3 separate regions of the Sus scrofa genome follow, and regions 1 and 3 are each linked to region 2. Evidence: chromatin contacts called from public HiChIP or PLAC-seq data. All regions are on one chromosome and are shown on one strand. The core of a region is the stretch at or near the end of the contact, and the rest is flanking DNA. Distances in the headings are between cores, read along the strand shown.

What was found. HiChIP or PLAC-seq counts read pairs in DNA pulled down with a chosen protein or histone mark.
Region 1: an H3K27ac HiChIP or PLAC-seq map of alveolar macrophages shows a contact between it and region 2. The contact joins the promoter of C6H1orf122 here to the promoter of GNL2 in region 2. A contact is called at or near these places in 2 of 2 datasets of contacts at active chromatin or transcription factors (alveolar macrophages and skeletal muscle).
Region 3: a contact with region 2 is called in an H3K27ac HiChIP or PLAC-seq map of alveolar macrophages. The contact joins the promoter of MTF1 here to the promoter of GNL2 in region 2. A contact is called at or near these places in 1 of 5 promoter capture datasets (fetal liver), 1 of 47 Hi-C or Micro-C datasets (epiblast stem cells) and 1 of 2 datasets of contacts at active chromatin or transcription factors (alveolar macrophages).

The regions. Positions count from the first base shown.
Region 1 is chr6:93,832,404-93,835,103 of Sscrofa11.1, reverse strand. It overlaps C6H1orf122, which reads right to left and starts at 1,338. Exons shown (of 3, transcript XM_021095979.1): 1 at 1,201-1,338; 2 at 909-1,110; 3 at 179-656. The coding sequence starts at 1,235. The coding sequence ends at 561. It overlaps YRDC (yrdC domain-containing protein, mitochondrial), which reads left to right and starts at 1,328. Exons shown (of 5, transcript XM_021095978.1): 1 at 1,328-1,852; 2 at 2,395-2,509; 3 at 2,630-2,700. The coding sequence starts at 1,461.
Region 2 is chr6:93,644,703-93,647,402 of Sscrofa11.1, reverse strand. GNL2 (nucleolar GTP-binding protein 2) reads left to right here and starts at 1,423. Exons shown (of 16, transcript XM_021095967.1): 1 at 1,423-1,639. The coding sequence starts at 1,576.
Region 3 is chr6:93,882,957-93,885,691 of Sscrofa11.1, reverse strand. MTF1 (metal regulatory transcription factor 1) reads left to right here and starts at 1,288. Exons shown (of 11, transcript NM_001243544.1): 1 at 1,288-1,372. It overlaps INPP5B (type II inositol 1,4,5-trisphosphate 5-phosphatase), which reads left to right. Exons shown (of 25, transcript XM_021095974.1): 25 at 1-221.

The DNA of each region.
Region 1 (2,700 bases), core at 89-2,588, 190 kb before region 2:
TTGAAAAAGCAATATTAAATACTAATGAAATCCTAATTAAATGCTTATTTAAACCTGGTAGTATCTGTGGCATTTTTTTCCCATCCCTGCCCATGGTTGTCCATTTTCAACCGCTTCCCCCCATCCCCAGGCATCAAAGTCTTAGACAGGGGACAGAAAGGAAAAGGTCGGTCACCAGGAGAGTCTGCAGGTTTCCTTTTAATCAAGGCTCTGCTAAAAGTGTTTCCTGGGGCTAAGAGCCCCCAAAGCATGAAATGGACATGTAACACCACCTGGATCCCACAAAGCAGGCCAGACCACTCTGGCAAGCACTGCTGGCCTGCCCAAATCCGGATAATCAGACTGGGTATTCGCTGGCTACATTTCAAAGCTCAGCACTGCCTTCGGCCAGGATGAAGTGGGAGTGAACCCAGCTGCCAGCAGAGCTGCCACCCCAGGCTGAGAGCCAAATACCAGCCACTGCCAGTGAAGACTGGCCCCTTTATTGAAAGGGAGTTGTTCAGAGTCCAGCCACCAGCCCCGGGGAGGGAGAGAAGTCAGGGCGCCCCGCTCGGAGATGGTCAGGGCTCCGCAGCTCCATCGCCAGCATCCTTTGGAAAGCCACCTCTGGTGGAGACAGCTGGCTGGGAGGGCGCTCCAGGTTTGGCTGAGACGTTCTGATTGGAACAGGTTGGGGGGGGGAAAAAAAAGTGAGGCTGGGAAGAAAGGCCCTGGATTAGGCCCCCGCAAGAGATGGCCACTTGGCATCTGGATAGCACTTAACTTTTTCAAAGCCTCTCATCCAGATGAAAGGCAGTGGGGGTAAAGCGGTGGGGACACTCTTCCACCCTCCAGGGAAAGCTAGGGCTAGCAAGTGCGGCCAGTGGGTAGTCCCCACCTCCCAGGCCCAGCCCGGGGTGGGCACTGACCCCGCCACCAGCCGGCTCCGGGCGCCGGCGGCCCAGCTGCCGCAGCATCTCCTCGCAGGCGGCGATGGTGTCCAGGAGCTGCCGCTGCCGCTGCTCCACCGCGTCCAGCAGCTGCTGGGCGCGCTCATCCCGGGGCGGCTGCGGGGGTGGCCTCCCGCCGAGCCCCAGCCCCGCCTTCCCACGGTCCACGCCGGCAGCCTCCCTGCCCGGGAGAGAGCGAGACAGACGGTCAGGGCCGGCGCTTGCGCGGGGTCAGAGCCCCTTCCCCCCTCCCCGACGGGCCCCCTCTCACCCCCGTGACCAGTCTGAGCCCGGGCCCCATTCCATCTCCGCCTGCGCGGCCCGACCACCGCCCCCCTTTCGGCCGCCCCCCCTCCCCAGCGCTGCGCCAGGGCTCCGCAAAGCTGCGCCCCGCCCCGTCCCCACCGGTCTCCTTCAATCCTCCTGGGGGTCGCGGTCCCTTTAAGTTGCCCGGCGCGGAGGTGGGGCCGAGCTTCTCGAACCGGAAGCTGAGTGGGCGCGTCACTTCCTCCCGGAAGTGGGTCTGGGCGGATGTCTCCGGCGCGTCCGTGCAGGGGGCTGAGGGCCGCGGTGGCTGCCAGCATGGGGTTGAGCGAGGGGCCGGCGGGCTCCGCCCGGAGCGGGCGTCTCCTCCGCCCGCCGAGCCCCGCTCCGGCAGCGCCGGGGGCCCGGCTGTTGCGGCTCCCAGGGAGCGGGGCCGTGCGGGCCGCAAGCCCGGAGCGCGCCGGCTGGACCGAGGCACTGCGGGCCGCCGTGGCCGAGCTGCGCGCCGGCGCCGTGGTGGCCGTTCCCACCGATACGCTGTACGGCCTGGCCTGCTCCGCGAGCTGCTCAGAAGCACTGGGCGCCGTGTACCTCGCCAAGGGCCGCAGCGAGACCAAGCCGCTGGCCGTATGCCTGGGCCGCGTGGCCGACGTCTACAGGTGAGGCCGCCCCGACCCGGCCCCGCTGGGGGCGGCACCGCGGGAGGGGTTTCCGGTGACAGGCTTGGGAGACTGAGGCGCAGAGAGCGGGAGGGGCTTGTCCATGCTCACCCAGGAATCCGGAACTGGAAACGTGTGCGAAGCACTTGGCGTCTGCCAGCCTTAAACGAGCTCGGGGGCGCACCGATAATTGAGGCAGTAGGGGTCCCTATTCTGACGCTTTCGTGGTAATGGGGGGGGGGGACTGCCACGGTTTAAGAAAAAAGCGGGGGACCACATTGCTTAGTTTAATAGTGCCATGAAGAAAGTAAAACATGGAGCGTGAAAGCGCTGTAGCTCGGAGACGAGAGGCATGTGGGCTCCAAGCTTGGGATGCTCCACTGGTGCCCTACCTTCTGCTCAAATTCTTGGGGGCTTGAAGAAAAAAGACAGGTGGATCCCCTTGTAGTCGCTAGGGTCACCTTTTCTAGATCTCCCTAGAGTCTGGAATAGGACCAGCAGTGCCTTTCGTTTGGTTGGATTTGTGCCCACTTTGTTCCCAGGTACTGCCATGTGAGAGTACCTGAGGGGCTCCTGAACGACCTGTTGCCAGGACCAGTGACCCTGGTGATGGAACGCTCAGAAGAGCTCAACAAGGACCTGAACCCCTTCACTCCCGTGAGTCAGGTTCTCTTGTGTCCCCAGACTCTTGCCATTTGGCTTTTGCTAGGATCCAAGTCAGACCCATTGCCCACCCCTTCCAGCCTTTCTGATGATGCCCTTTCCCTTGCCTCAAAGCTTGTAGGCGTCCGGATTCCCGACCATGCCTTCATGCAGGATTTGGCCCAGGTGTTTGGGGGACCACTTGC
Region 2 (2,700 bases), core at 174-2,673:
TTCCCATCTGCTAGTGACTAAATGTTATGTATTGACAAAACTTATGTATTGAAACTCTAATCCCTGATGTGATGGTATTGGGAGGATAATTAGGTTTAGATGAGGTCATGAGGATGCAGCCCATGATGGGATTAGTGCCCTTCTAAGGAGAGGAAGAGACCAGTGACCTTCCCCTTTCCCCAGCCTGTGAGGATACAGTGAGAAGATAGATGTCTACAAGCTAGGAAGAGAGTTCTCACTAGGAACCAAACCATGCGGGCACCCTGACCTTTGACTTCCCAGCCCCCAGCATGATGAGAAATCAATGTTTGTGGTTTAAGCCACTCAGTCTATGGTATTTTTTTATAGCAGCCCTAGCTAAGATGTCATCCATTCATTCCTTCATTCAGTGAATATGTATTTAGTCCTTACTATATTTCAAGGTTTTTTTGAAGTCTTGTAGACACAGCAGTGAACAAACTTTTGAGGTCTCTACTCTCAAGAAGCTTGCAATCCAGTTTGGGGGAAGCAGCCGATAAACTTGGAAACAACCTAATTTCAAGTAAGAATAAGTGCCATGAAATAAATACAACCAAATACTATAAGCGAATAACTACAGAAGAATGGGAGATGGCTGAGTTAGACCAATTAGACAGGAAAGACTTCTCCCAGAAGAAAGGGTTGCCGGATAAAATACAGGATGCCCAATTAAATTTGAATTTCATATAAATAATAAACATGTTTAGTATAAGTATGTCCCAAATATTGCCTGGGGCATACTTATACTAAAATATATTCCATTGTTTATCTGGAATTCAAATTTAACTGGGGAAAGAATAACAAATTTAATTGGGCAATCCTGTTTTTTTATTTGCTAACACTTGCAACCCTACCAGTAGGTGACATTTGAGCTAAGAACTGAAAGATCAGAAGGAACTAGCTATGCAAAGGTTTAGGGAAATGATGATTCAGGCAGAAGGAACAGCCAGTGTAAATGTCAGAATAACCAGAAGGAGGGAGGTACAAATGAGGTCAAGTAAATACGCAGGGACCAGATCATGCAGAATTCTGCAGGAATGGCCAAGAGTTTAAATCTCTCTCTCTTTCTCTCTCTCTGGAATTTTAAGAAGGGTGACAAGATCTAGTTGGTATTTAGCTGCTGTGTGGTCGGCGACGTTTGGAAGGGCTTAGAGGACAAATTCAGAAGATAATTAAACTCAAGCTTGTGTCATTGACCTGGGAAGAGGCACCTAAGTTTGTGCGTGGACTCCACTAGCGGTTCTAGGCCGCGCGTCCTGGGTAACCAGGCGGTTGCTATGGAATGTAGCTTGGCGGTTGCTAGGGAGAAAGCGAGGCGGGGCTGGACGCAAGGAAACATCTAAGAGGCCGGCGCGGGGGCGGAGCCAGGAGTGCGGCGGCGCGCGTTCGCCGGAAGTCGTTCGGGGGAAGCACGGGGTGCGAGCGGAAGTGACGTCGGCCTGCGCACGCGGTCCAGCGTAGTTCGAGCGGGTGACCTCGGTTCGTTTTGGGAAGTTAAGAGCTGTTTTACCTGACACAGGCCGGACCCAGCACTCCGGTCCCCGTCCCTTCGGCAAGATGGTGAAGCCCAAGTACAAAGGACGGAGTACTATCAACCCTTCTAATGCCAGCACAAATCCCGGTACAGGCAGCGGGGCTCGCGGAGGGTGGGGCTTTGGAGGAAGCTTGGGGGGAGGGACGCCGGGTGGTTTTACATGAACTGAGCTCAAGCAAAGTGGCCTTTGAGGATGAGAAGGAGGATAATTCCTTGTTCGGAGGCCCTGAGGAGGGCTGACTCTGGCACGTCCGTCAAGACTAGATGCCAGGCAATGGGTCTAAAGCCGGGAGAAGTGAACACTCAGGCCTGGCAGTCTTAGGGCGTCTCCGACTGAGAGGTGCAAGCTCCGAGTTGTCAGGGGGCTCTTAAATGTGACTTCTTGTGTTCCTGTGTGTGTCACGTGTTGAAGCCCCTTCCCCAATATAGTTCAGTCTTGTATGAGTCCAGCTCTCCAGCTCAAGGAATTACTAAAAGTAAATTAGATGAAATCAAGACTAAAAGGGATGTAGCCCGACCCAGCTGGCCTTTTGCACTGGCCCACACTTGCCTGCCACCTTTGCTTTGACCATTGAAATGAGAAAGAAATTGTAGATTTGGCTCTTGGGGTCGTCCCGTCTGGTAAAGTGCATAGAAAACGCTGCAGATAAATCACTACAGTCATTTCAGTAAAGATGTTTTTTAAGATGTGTGTGAGGTTCCACCACAAGATGAACAAGATAACTTTGGGGGGAGTCCCTTCCATTCGGGTTTGGTTAATAAAATGTATTAAGATATGGCTTAAAGGTTTTTTTTAAATTTTGATTCATGTTGAATGTTTTCCCTAGATTGCTGATAAATTATTCCGCTGGTGTAGACTGGAATTTTACAGTTAGACCCGATAAGGCCGTTACAGACCAAGACATGATAGATGAAGAGACCTAGCCAAAATAGGGCAAGTGGCTTGTCACAGTTGGTACAGTTAGTGAGTAGTAGAGCCACCAGTCCTGTGATTTCAGTCTGTTTTCTACTGCATCACTTCAGGAGTAGACAGGTGACTTGAGAAGCCAGGCCAGTATGCTCATTTGTCCTTTTTCTCTCTGAGGTGTAAGGCAAGAATTACTATTTATTTGCTGTTGATTACACTGAGATCAAACATTGGGAAATGA
Region 3 (2,735 bases), core at 39-2,538, 240 kb before region 2:
TGTATGCATATGCAAACCCTACCCCACTTCCAACTCAAATGTGGCTCACCTCTGGAGCTGGCCACTAAGCCTTTGAGGCCAATACAGTGGCGTGAAAATGAAAATACTGAAGAAATTGTTGTTCTGGTGAAACAAGTGGAATTTTCTGGCCAACGAATCCTCCAAACTGTATATAATGCATTCCCTCTCTCACATGTGTAATATATTTTAATGATAAATATATTTTTAACAGTGGTGTTTGTTTTTATCTTTTAAGAGGTGGCAGCTCTCAGCAGGTGGAAGTTTGTGGCTTAAGCACTGGGACAGCTGGTCAGGGGCCAGAGAGATATTTGCCTGGCAGTCTGGTGTTAATAGCCACTATTCACATTTTTCAAGCAAGAGAGTACAGGCATGGCTGCAACCCCTTGACCCCTAATCTAGTGTCTAAGGGTTGTCCCACTCTGAATATCCTAGAGAAGTAGCTTAAAAAATAGGCAGTGGCTGCTGAGAAGTTCTGACAGCTACATCTTCCAGGCATTTACAAGTCAGGAGCCGAGTGAAACCTCTTCTTGGAACACCACTACTTACTGTTCCTTGGGAGTGCAAAGTGATTTAGATGTGGGCCAGTAGGATGACAATGTGAAAGGGAATGGCCAGTAGGTGGCGCTGCCTTAGCCTGAGCGCGAGTACCCTGGAAGTCGACAGTCTCTTCAGGGAAAAAAGTTGGAACAAACGGTCTGGACAGGTGGGTGAGGAGGGAGTTGGGCGTCTTAGAGCATGTGAGACGGGGAAGAGGTGGAGGCATCCTCTGGCCAGCCTTGGAATACTCATTTCTGCCTTTGGGGTCCAATCTAATTTTCTTGGGCTCTTCTGCCCATATTAACTTTATTAGGTGAGGAGGGGAAGCTGGGGCCATAGTAGGAGAAATGAGGAATATCACAATTTTACAGGCTTTCCCCTTGCGGTCCCGGCTGGAATTCGGCGGCTGTGGTCCTTCTCGTTGCATTTGTGGCTACCAGGGTGAGGGCAGCGCAAACTGGGTTGAGGTTACTTTGGATTAGTGGTTGGATTAGCGTCCGGTGCCTCTGGAGCGGATCCTCGACTCCGTGAGGAGAGCGGACAAGGCGAGCCTAAGCCCGCGCGGGACAAACACGCTCCGCGAGGTCTCCGCGATGCCCTGCCCCGCCTCTCCCGCTCGCCAATTGGAGGCTCGAGCTCAGCCCCCACACCAGCTAAACCAACCAGAAGCGCCAGGGAGAGGCGGAGCCCATATCTGCTCCTTCCTCCGGAAAGCGGAAGCGGAAGTGACGTTCGGGGAAGGTGGGGGCAATCATGGTGCCGCTGGGGAGGGGAGAAGCTGCTGCCGCCGCCGCTGTTGCCGGGAGCCGCGGAGGTAAAAGGCGAAATTAGACGCGGCCTGGGCTGGGGACTTCCTGGGGGGCGCGGGACTTAGGCTCCCTCCTGAAGCATTTCCCAGTAGGGACCCCAGTCCGGTCACCATAGGGACCCCACCCCTCCTCCGTTTCCATGGGGATGGGTATCCAGCCCCCCTCCCCTGTTTCCATGGAGATCCGGACCCTGCCCCTCTCCGTCCGGCTTGGAGCCCCCCAGCCTGTCTTCGGGTTTTTCCGTGTAGCCCCGGACTGGGGGTTATCCCAGACAGGTTCCTTTTCCCAGCCTCCTCTCAAGGGTGCTTCGTTTGTACTTCTCGTTTGCTACCTTCGAATCTCCTGGTCTTGTTTGTTCCGGACAGTTGGTCTCCGCGTTGCCGCCTGTGGTGCCGGGTCAGCCCAGTGGGGCCCCCGGTACTCTTATCTCTCCTCTCAGATGCAGCGAAATGTGCATCTACCGGGTTGCGTAAGCCAGAGCAAGGGGTCGGGCCGGTTCCTCCCGGATCAGATCCCTTGGCCTGTCTCTGGTAACTACTACTCTGTTTAGCTGCCCTACAGCGTTAAAGGTTCACTTTAATCCAGAGCAGAAGAGAAAGCTAAAGTGCAAAGCCAGACTGAAAACTAAAAGTGATGTGCTAAATATTTTAAAATTCACTCCTCAGTCTCCCAAAGCTACATTTGTAGAACCTGTGTGTTTGCAGGTAAAAGAAGAGTCACTATAAATAAGACTCATCATTCCCTCATTGTAGAAAGGACACTATAAAGCATAGTTACTAGTGGACACCAGATTGTTTTAGGAGAGAAATATATAAAGTGATCTTCACTAGATATGCCTGATTAGGGATCAGCCCCTCTACCCATCTGTTCTTGGAAGGAGGGAACAAATTCACACTTGAGTCCTCCAAGGTTGTCAGACATTGTGCCTTGACATACATAATCTCTTTTACTCTGAACAACAATTTCTTGAGAATAGGAATTACCAGTCTCACCTTACTTGTGAGAAAAACTGAGGCACAGAACATTTACCCCAGTAGTAGTAAGTAGTAGAGCTGGGATTTGTGGGTAGGTGACTCTGCCTCCAAAGCCCTGACTATTCCACCCTAGACTTACTGTCTCATGGTCTGATTTGGGGGATATTTGGGGGGAGTGTCCTTTCTTGAAGATTTATAGCAACTCAGCCTTGAAGCACTTTGCCCTTATTTCCCCTAAAGTTTTTTGGTGTTTTTTTGTTTAGTTTTTTTTGGGGGGGGGCGGTGGCCATACCCACAGCGTGGGGAAGTTACTGGAGCAGGGATCAGACCTGAGCCACAGCAGTGACAACACTGAATCCTTAACTGTTAGGCCACCGGGGAACTCCCTCTTTAA